Regions from separate parts of the Mus musculus genome. Here all the other regions are linked to region 1. Evidence: chromatin contacts called from public Hi-C and HiChIP or PLAC-seq data. All regions are on one chromosome and are shown on one strand. Each heading gives the region's core, a stretch centred on a gene start, on an enhancer-like site or on the middle of the called end of the contact. The rest is flanking DNA. Distances are from core to core; before and after follow the strand shown. Region 1 overlaps Nsmce2 (NSE2/MMS21 homolog, SMC5-SMC6 complex SUMO ligase). Region 2 overlaps Trmt12 (tRNA methyltranferase 12). Region 3 has its middle 8.9 kb from the start of Gm41331.

Region 1 (2,855 bases), core at 134-2,633:
GTGTGTGGCAGAGACAGGCTCCAACACACACCAGGCCATAGGACCTGCAGACCCTCGGATGGAAGGCAAGTAAACAAAGGAGAGGGCAGAGCCAAGCAGTGGACAACTTCGATGGGAAGGGAACACAGGCCAGGCATGGGGGCAGGAGTCCTGCCTGAACTCCATCCCTCTGAATGCCATGAAACCTCTCAATGGAGAGAGTGAGAGGGACACTGGGCTCTGGCCAGAAGCCCGAGGTGAGGGAATTAAGAATGTGACTCACCAGAAAAGGGCGGAACTCAAGGCCTTGCTCAGTTAGCCATCTCAGTTGAGGGAGTGTTTGGACTGAATCACCTGATTTCTTTTTACAGTGAACAAGGTTTGGGCAGGGCTAAGTGCCCAGTGTTTGGAGTCAAGCTCACGCAGGTCCTGAATTCCCTCAAACACGCGATTGGTGGTCAAGATAACCTTTCTGGGGCAGGGTCCCCACTCCACAGGGTAACGGGCCTCACAGTGCTCCATGGTGTCCTTCCACTTTCCCATCTCCTAGGCTGGCCACTCACCTCCTGGGAAGTTTTAAGTTATCTGGTCTGTCTGCCTGTCCTTCCACAGAACTGTGCACACACACACCACTCATGCATTCCCGGTGCTTCTGTGTGATCAGCTCTGGGCTAGGTTCTAATCACATAGCCTTAAGTATAAACACGGCTCTGATCCACACAGGGCTCAGCCCCATGAACTGAGACAGCTCTTCTAGAGGCACAGGAAACGCAGAGTAAAAGGTAAAAGGCCAAGGGAAGGGAACCTGACCTGGGAGTTACAATGCAGGGATGAGGCAGGAAAGAGGAGGTGTTTCCTGGCCTTGATCCTGGGGTCAAGGAGTGTTGGCAGGACATGGGCTGTCCCTGGACAGTGTGCAGCCCATTTGCAGGGACAGTAAGCTTGAGAACAGGAATTCATTTTGAAATGCTAAATGTGTCCTGTACAGTCAGGCATAGGAGCGCTCTTTCTTCTCTCCTCCCTCCCTTCCTCCTTTCCTTCCTTCCTTTTGCCTGGAATCTGGCTGCGTAGCCCCCCACCTGCTCACCCCAGCTCGACCGATGTACTTTGGAATTCCTAAGTATGAGATGGTGATGGAGACATCCACACATTCCAGACTTTAGAAACGGAGACTGTCATCCCCTAGGCTTCCCAGACATGGACGTGCACAACAGGGGGCTTCTGGAGTGAACCTCCCTGAGAGGCGAGCCCCGAGCCCCGTCCCTGACGACCAGACCTTGGGTGCAGTGGACTCCTGAGAACAGCGTCTACCTCCTTCTGCCAGACAGTGAATAAGCAGTGGAGAGGGAAGTGGAGAGTGAGGGGGGAGGACTTCCTGATGACATCAGTGGCTTTAGTCAGTAAATGAGGGCATTCTGAGAATGGCTGACGGAATTAACCACACCACTGAGCTGCAGAGGAGGCGCCCACACTCATGTTGATGGGATGGGATGGAGCCTGGTGATGTCTGTGTCATGCAGAGACAGGCTCTGGGAACAGGGATATAAATCAAGTATCCGAGGGGAGCGAGGTGACCCGACAACAAAGATACAAACTGGAAAATGGAAGAGCCAAGACAAGTGTATATGCCTACAATCCCAGCACCCGAGGCTGAGGCAAGACTGAGCTACACAGAAAGTTCTAGGCTAGGCTAGGCTATATAGTGAGACATCTCCAAAAGAGCGGCAAAGGCCTAGCAGTCGGCTCCCCTAGTGCTGACACTGTCCAGGTGACGGCACAAGGCTTTTCCTGCAAACAGATGAACGTGGAGTTCTTGTCTGTCTGCAGGCATCCTGGCACAGTGAAAATCAAGGCCACTGAATGCCACGGGCAAAGGATTGTGCTCCAGGTCTCATCACGCAGCACTTGCTGTTCTAGACCACAGTTAACCAGTCCTGTCTCCTCACACAAGGCGGCTCAACCAGAGACATGGTGAGAACAACACTGAAGAGCATGCGAGAACCTTTGAGAGACTTCCTGGAGGAGAGGCAGGACAGGAACCAGGGCACAGCCTTGTTTCCCACCCCACCCCACCCCACAGAAACGAACAAGTTTTTAAACTAAAAAGGGTAAGAAAAGGCCATGATGCCACGGGCTTGAATCAGGGCATTCCTGCTCCGAGAAACAACACTACCCAAGCGTTAGGCCATAATCCCCAGGACATCCTGGTGAGCAAGTCAGGTGTGGCAACACCTTCAACATCATCAACTCATCCCCAGGAAGGGCTCAGACTCACAGACCTGGAAGGAGAGGCTGGTCCTGTGCCTGGGTCAGCCACAGGGCAGAGCATTCCTTATTGCGAGTCTATGCTAAGGAGAGGTCTCAGGGTGCAGAGGGTCCCAGGGGCATCGGGGATTCGGGGCCTCAGCCTCAGCTCAGGATCACACAATGCTGAGTATGGAGAGATGCAGATTTGGGTCCTAAGAATATCAAGGTTTGGCCCATAAGCTCTAGGAAGCAGCTGTATAGACAGATACCTCTGGCATTAGAGCTGGGTAGATTCCTGACATAGTTACACTCAGAGAGTAACTGTGTCCCATCGCCTCCAAGTCCAGGGTGATGTGTCACAAAACAGTGAGGTACACATGATGACTGTTTGCCATAAGGGCCCCACAGCTGTGAGTTCACACTGTACACCAGCAAACTTCCTGTCAGGCCTGTGCTTCTGCCCGCCTGTGTGCAGCTGTGCACATGTGTATATGCTGTGGGAGTCAGAGGTCATCCCTGTCGTTCTCCTCAGGGTCCACTGTACTAGTTATTTATTTCTGACAGACTCTTTCACTGGCCTAATTCTTGCTAAACAGCCACTAGTCTGGCTGGCCTCACTGACCTCAGGG
Region 2 (2,855 bases), core at 231-2,730, 720 kb after region 1:
CTGTGCTCCTTGGTCCCCATCATCACGTATTCCAAGGGGTTAGGCTTTGTTGTTGGCTTTTTGTTTTGTTTTTTGAAACGGGGTCTCTTTACATAGACCTGGATATCCTGGCTATGTAAACCAGACTTTCTTCAAACTCACAGAGATCCACCTGCCTCTGCCTCCCAGGTGCTGGGATTAAAGGTGTGTGCTTTTAACCACAGGTTCCTGTCGCACCAAGAACCTTTCCTCCCAGGACTCGCTATATGTGGGTGTTGTGTGACCTTTTGGTCTTCCACTATGAGGTCAGTGGAGTCTGGGTTTGGTTTGGCTTTGTCCACTGTTTCTTTGCTGAATCCAGTACATTGCTGGCTCTTAGTGTTATTTATGAATGGTCTTCCAATAAGAGTTTGTGATGGAGTTTTTATTTCCACGGCTTCTCCAGTAGGTGGCAGCATTAACAGCAAATGAAAAAACTTGATTTTATAGGTCTCGATTTTAGGTGTGAGCATTGCCCTGCTGCTGTTATTGATTTATTATCTGTCCTTAGTACTTGCCACACTGCTGTGTGGTTGCTTATTTATTGTTTCCTATATTGTATGCTACTGTCTGTCAAATATATCATACGGATACTTAGTTCACTATTTAGAATACAAGAAACATTTTCTGCCTATAAGAAAAAAATTCCAACTGTGGCATAAACAAGTTGGGTAGCCGGGGCCAGGGGTTGGGGAGTTGCAGATTTTTTTTTTTTTAATGGCAAAGATTAGACTTTTCAGGGTTCATGTTGCTGATCAAGGATTTCCTTAATACAAGTCCTGTATCCCATCTTAGCATACCTGGATGCTACATCTCCAGGGTAAGAACTCAACAGCCTCCTTGGAATGTCTGCTCCGTGCCAACACTAGCTTACCTGACTGTTGTAGAAAACTTTAATCCCAATCAGGGGTTTCTAGCTCACCTTTGATCATTTAGTCCTCGGGTAATGAGAAACCAGTGTTTTGCCTTCCCAGCTGTCTTTATTTCCCTTCCTGTCTTGTTATATAACCCAGGCCACCTGGGACTCAAGGATTAAACAATGTTTAGTGAAATGAATCCCACCAGCTCCGCCTGACACCAACTGCCTGGTCACAGCATATGACAAAAGGCAATTCCTCAGTCCCCAAGTGGTGCTCTGACTCATCTCCCTTGGACTCAAGCCCTAAGTTGGCACCTTTAGCATTTTAGTTCTGATATGGCAAGCTGTTGGCGCACGAGTGCAAAGAAACCTAGTCAGTGAAGAGGAAGTATGACAATTTAGGCAAACACAGGAAAGACTCTCTGAGAAAGGAGTGTTACAAGCAGGGCTCTGCAGTGGGGCCATAGGATAGCATTTCCTTGGGAGTTTACTGTGTAGAAGACCCTGCTCACAACAGTCTCATTGCCAACACACATATCATCATGTCCTGTTACAAGCAAATCACAATGGCTCACTTCCAGAGCACTGAAACTTTGGGGCCTAGTTCTGCTTCCTCCCCACCTAGCAAAATCTCACTCAACCAATTCAAGTACCAGTTCTAGTTCCTCATAGACTTCCTATTTATTTGTCAGAACTTTCTTCCCCTTTTTGCATCTGTCCAGCAAGTTATTGTGTGGCAGCTACTCTGCTCCAGCATTGAGGACCTCTGTACTCTCTGCTGCTAAGCTGTGAGCTCCCTGGGGAGAGGACTTTTTAACCTAATGGACCTTTATTTTCTGTACCTATCACATGTAGCAGGCACTGAATATTTGTGCTTAATGAGAAAGGCACCGGCACAGCCCTTATAGCTACTGTTGCAAGAAAGAGAGCAGCAGGCATGCACAACGCATGTAAGGCGGGGTTTTATAGCAAGACAAGGAAGAAGACATCCTGTTGTCTGTCTCCTTCATCAAGCAAACCAGCTCACTGGGCTTCAAAGTTCGTCAAAACAGAGCTCTATGTGATCCTCAGCGATTAGCTATCCTAGTGGCAAAAGCAGTGGAAAGTAGAAAGCCTTGTGACTCTATAATCAGATGGTTGGAAAACTGTGTTTCCTACCCACAGTAGCAACAGCTGCTACTGTTGCTTCTAGACATTTCATCTTGTATGTATATGTGTGTGTGTTTTATTTTTTTAATGAAAAAGAAATACTTTTCAGGGCTAGTAACACTGTTCAAGGATTTCCTCAATAAAGGAAGTCCTGTAATCCTGTTTTAGCATACCTGGATGCTACATCTCCAGGGTGAAAACTCAACAGCATCCTTAGAATGCCTGCTACATCTCTGTGCCAACACTAGCTTACCTGACCACTATAGGTACAAGTCATACTGTGGGAAACCAGAGCTTTGCCTTCCCAGCTGTCTTTATTTCCCTTCCTGTCTTGTTATGTAACTGGGCTACGTGGGACTCAGGATCGAACAACTCTTAGTGAAATGAATTCCACCAGCTACACCTGACACCAACTGCCTGTTCACAGCATCTGACAAAAGGCAAGCGCTTCCTATAGTTTCTTGACCAGGAAAAGAAGTCTATAAAAATCTTAGGATTTTTGTACAGCTATTATACTGCCCAAGGCTAGAACTTTAGATTACAGTTCAGAGAAGTGATCCTTGGTTTTAAGACAAGGTCTTACTCTATACCTTGACCAAGGTTGCCCTTGAACTTATAGCAATCATCTTGTCTTCAGCCTTCCAAGTACTGAGATTACAGGCATGAGTTATGCCTTAACTCTTTTTAACATAAAATAAAAAAGATCTAATATTTAATACTTTAATACCACACCCACACACAGACACTCCACTGAGAAATGCTATAGAATTTGAGTTACCTCTACTTACTGCCCCTTCCTATGTAATTTAGTCTCGGTATCAAAGCAGCA
Region 3 (2,855 bases), core at 235-2,734, 530 kb before region 1:
AAAGGTGTAAATAAGCATTGCTTAATAGGTTTTATATCATAATCTTTCAGAATTCTAGCTCTAGGAGAATGATACTATACCTGTCCAGGCTAAAGCACATCTATAGATTTTAGGTTTTGATTTAAGAGTTTAGCTCCTGTTGTGAGTCAGCCCGCGGCTCACATGGACTGGGTACACCTGGGTGGCAGGTGGGGGCTGAAAGACAGAAACTAGGCAGTCGAGAGAAATAATGGATGCCAAGTCAAGGTTCCTGATCAAGGCTCAAATGTTTAATAGCAATCTGTGCTTATAAAGGTGTGGGGGTGGGGAGGCCCATTCCTGCCAATCCATACTTGTGCCTGGAACCGGCTGCAGGTGACAACGTACAGGATAGGGTGGAGTCTCCGGAATATCTCAGGGGCCTCTTCAGCAGGTAGCAAAGTCCTGAAGGAGAGCAGTGGCAGTGACTGAACAATAGAGCCATCTAGTCAGGAATAGTCTAATTCTCAGTGGCAACGGAGTCTGAACCAGCCTGTTTCAGGCTGGGGGAGGTTACAGTTCCAAAGTATAGAGTAGCTCTACAGAAATCTTCATAGCAGAAAAATGTGTGTAGTGAGTCTAATAAGTAAAATATTTATAGGTTATATATTTTTACAATTTTCTACTAATTCATTGCTATCGTTTATAAAGAAATAGGTCTCTGATGGATTAGATTTTTTTTTTCTGCTAATTATGTGAGATCTATATGATAAAATTACATTTAGTTTTAGGAATGCTAGGAATTTTTGTCTCTTTGTGGCTTTATAAACTTCCAGGTTTAAGTAGACTGTCATTTATCTTTAGTAGAATAATTATGGGTATCTGTTATTTTAAGAGAGTAAAGGAAGCTGGGCAGTGGTGGCACACTTTAATTCCAGCACTTGGGAGGCAGAGGCAGGCAGATTTCTGAGTTCGAGGCCAGGCTGGTCTAAAGTGAGTTCCAGGACAGCCACAGCTATACAGAGAAACTCTGTCTTGAAAAACCAAAGAGAGAGAGAGAGATTGAGAGAGCAAAAAGAGGCAGGAAATCTGATTTTAAAAAGTAATTAAACTACCCTCCTTCCTAGTAGTACCTAGCTAGAGTAGTAAAAATTCTGCAGTCATGGACAGTCAGGACCCTTTTGCACCAATAATTCAGAAATTATTTTCTCACATCTGCACACTGTTTCTCCGTACATTCTTTGGGTTGTATCTACTCATTTACAGAGATTGCAAGATCCCCTTTCTTTTACTCTGCTCTGAAGTTGCCTTTGAGGTGACAAAACCTGCAGGGTCCCCTCTCAGGCTTTAGGGAATTAAGTAGTGTCGGTCAATCAAATGGCCCAGCCTCATCTGGGCATCTTTTTCCTATAGCTGTGCAGAGAAAGGCTGGCTTCTGGTGGATTTTTTTTTCCACAGAGTACAATGGCATAAAGGGCTAAAAACATTTCTGCGAAAAAGAAAGACAAGCTGAAAGCTTCAAGCACCCCTCCCATGTTTACAGCTTATCTCCAAACCACAAAAAGTACCTCCTCAGAGCTGTGTACTTCACACGTTCTGAAAGGAAATTTTTCCATATTTGATCATACCCTTCAATTTTCTTCAGAAAAGTGGTCAATCTTGCAAAGCATCTGCCTTGGCCCCCATACCAAGACCCTGTTTCCACTGTCTCTTAAGCTAGCTCAGATCTGCAGGACCCCTAACCCACACAATCCCAGATGCCAGAGCCACCTCAATTTTCTACTCATTTGATATTAACAGATCAGAATAGAGTTCAGTAGACTCTTGAGTAGTTCTTTCTCCAAGATGTCCTTCGTGTCTACACAAGTTGGAGACTTTAAGATGTACTAACGTGGTGTTAGTGTTAAAGCATGAGTGTTACAGTGAAGTTTGGTGCTACACACTGCACGTGTACAGGAAGCGTTCTTGGAACAGAAGTGAATTTACTAATGCATCATCGTTCATCCTAGAAATACTGAGTAAGACATCTGGAAGACAGAATTGGAGTGGTCCCTACATGCCTTTTACACTAATTAACCCACCAGTATATTCCAACAGGAAGAAATTGAGGATACTTGTACTTGTAGACAAACCCATGCTCGCAGATATCCACTAGCATAAACTGAGGCCAGGAAGCAGCCTAGATCCCTGTTTCTCACAATAGATGGTTTGATGGTTAAAATAAAAACACTCTTTTTAGAAAATAGAAAGAGTCCTAAAAAACCTATCACTATTTTAAAGCATAAGAAAACTTAGATGAGCTACAGTTTTTTTCAAGTCCATTTAAAAGGGAAAGTTTTAAAGTGCCCATTATACACCGCGCACGCACACACAACACACACACACACACACGCATACACACACACGGTACATGAATGAAGATAAGTACAATAAATATATAGAATTAAGAGACAATGAAAAATGTGTCCATTATCACATTTATTGTGGGCATCTTGGTGGCTTCAATTAAAAGGTTTAGTCTACTCCAAAAAGATCTAGAGATATGCTTTATGACATAAAACAAAATGCCCTTAAAATACATTATATTAATATTGAATGGTCAATTAACCCACAAGAATGTATAAATCTCCACCATTACTATGACTAAGGGAATAACTTTGCAATATTCCTACCCATACCTGAAACATGTAGCAATTAAGAAAAAATTTAAAGACATCAAAAGAGGGGAGATGGATATGCAAAACCACGAACACTAAAATAAATAACTTTTTCAGAAACTGTAGAAACCATAATGGTATTTAGGGAACAATTGGTAAACATTATACATTTTGACTTGGCATGGCCAAGACGCATGCCAATAAATAAAATTCAGAAATGAGAAACTCGATGAGTTGCTC

The links. A called contact is a pair of places that touch in the nucleus more often than the background predicts. HiChIP or PLAC-seq counts read pairs in DNA pulled down with a chosen protein or histone mark.
Region 2: a contact with region 1 is called in a FOXA1 HiChIP or PLAC-seq map of pancreatic cancer cells. The contact joins two enhancer-like sites. A contact is called at or near these places in 2 of 39 promoter capture datasets (pre-B cells and stem cell-derived epiblast-like cells) and 1 of 115 datasets of contacts at active chromatin or transcription factors (pancreatic cancer cells).
Region 3: a contact with region 1 is called in a Hi-C map of Th1 cells, with 5 times the contacts expected there. The contact joins two enhancer-like sites. A contact is called at or near these places in 1 of 484 Hi-C or Micro-C datasets (Th1 cells) and 1 of 115 datasets of contacts at active chromatin or transcription factors (memory CD8 T cells).

Annotation. Positions count from the first base shown.
Region 1 is chr15:59,597,574-59,600,428 of GRCm38.p6, reverse strand. The region is part of intron 6 of Nsmce2 (NSE2/MMS21 homolog, SMC5-SMC6 complex SUMO ligase); the gene reads right to left. Among named protein-coding and RNA genes, the nearest start is that of Gm36677, 19 kb to the left of the region's middle. Within about 2 kb of position 1,383, at least 165 of the 459 cell types and tissues checked have an H3K27ac peak or open chromatin away from gene starts, as enhancers often do. A contact at or near this core is called in Th1 cells, memory CD8 T cells and pancreatic cancer cells, where this site is marked.
Region 2 is chr15:58,874,661-58,877,515 of GRCm38.p6, reverse strand. Trmt12 (tRNA methyltranferase 12) reads right to left here. Exons shown (of 1, transcript NM_026642.2): 1 at 735-2,855. Among named protein-coding and RNA genes, the nearest start is that of Trmt12, 3.4 kb to the right of the region's middle. Within about 2 kb of position 1,480, at least 51 of the 459 cell types and tissues checked have an H3K27ac peak or open chromatin away from gene starts, as enhancers often do. A contact at or near this core is called in pancreatic cancer cells, where this site is marked.
Region 3 is chr15:60,131,545-60,134,399 of GRCm38.p6, reverse strand. No RefSeq gene overlaps it. Among named protein-coding and RNA genes, the nearest start is that of Gm41331, 8.9 kb to the left of the region's middle. Within about 2 kb of position 1,484, at least 27 of the 459 cell types and tissues checked have an H3K27ac peak or open chromatin away from gene starts, as enhancers often do. A contact at or near this core is called in Th1 cells and memory CD8 T cells, where this site is marked.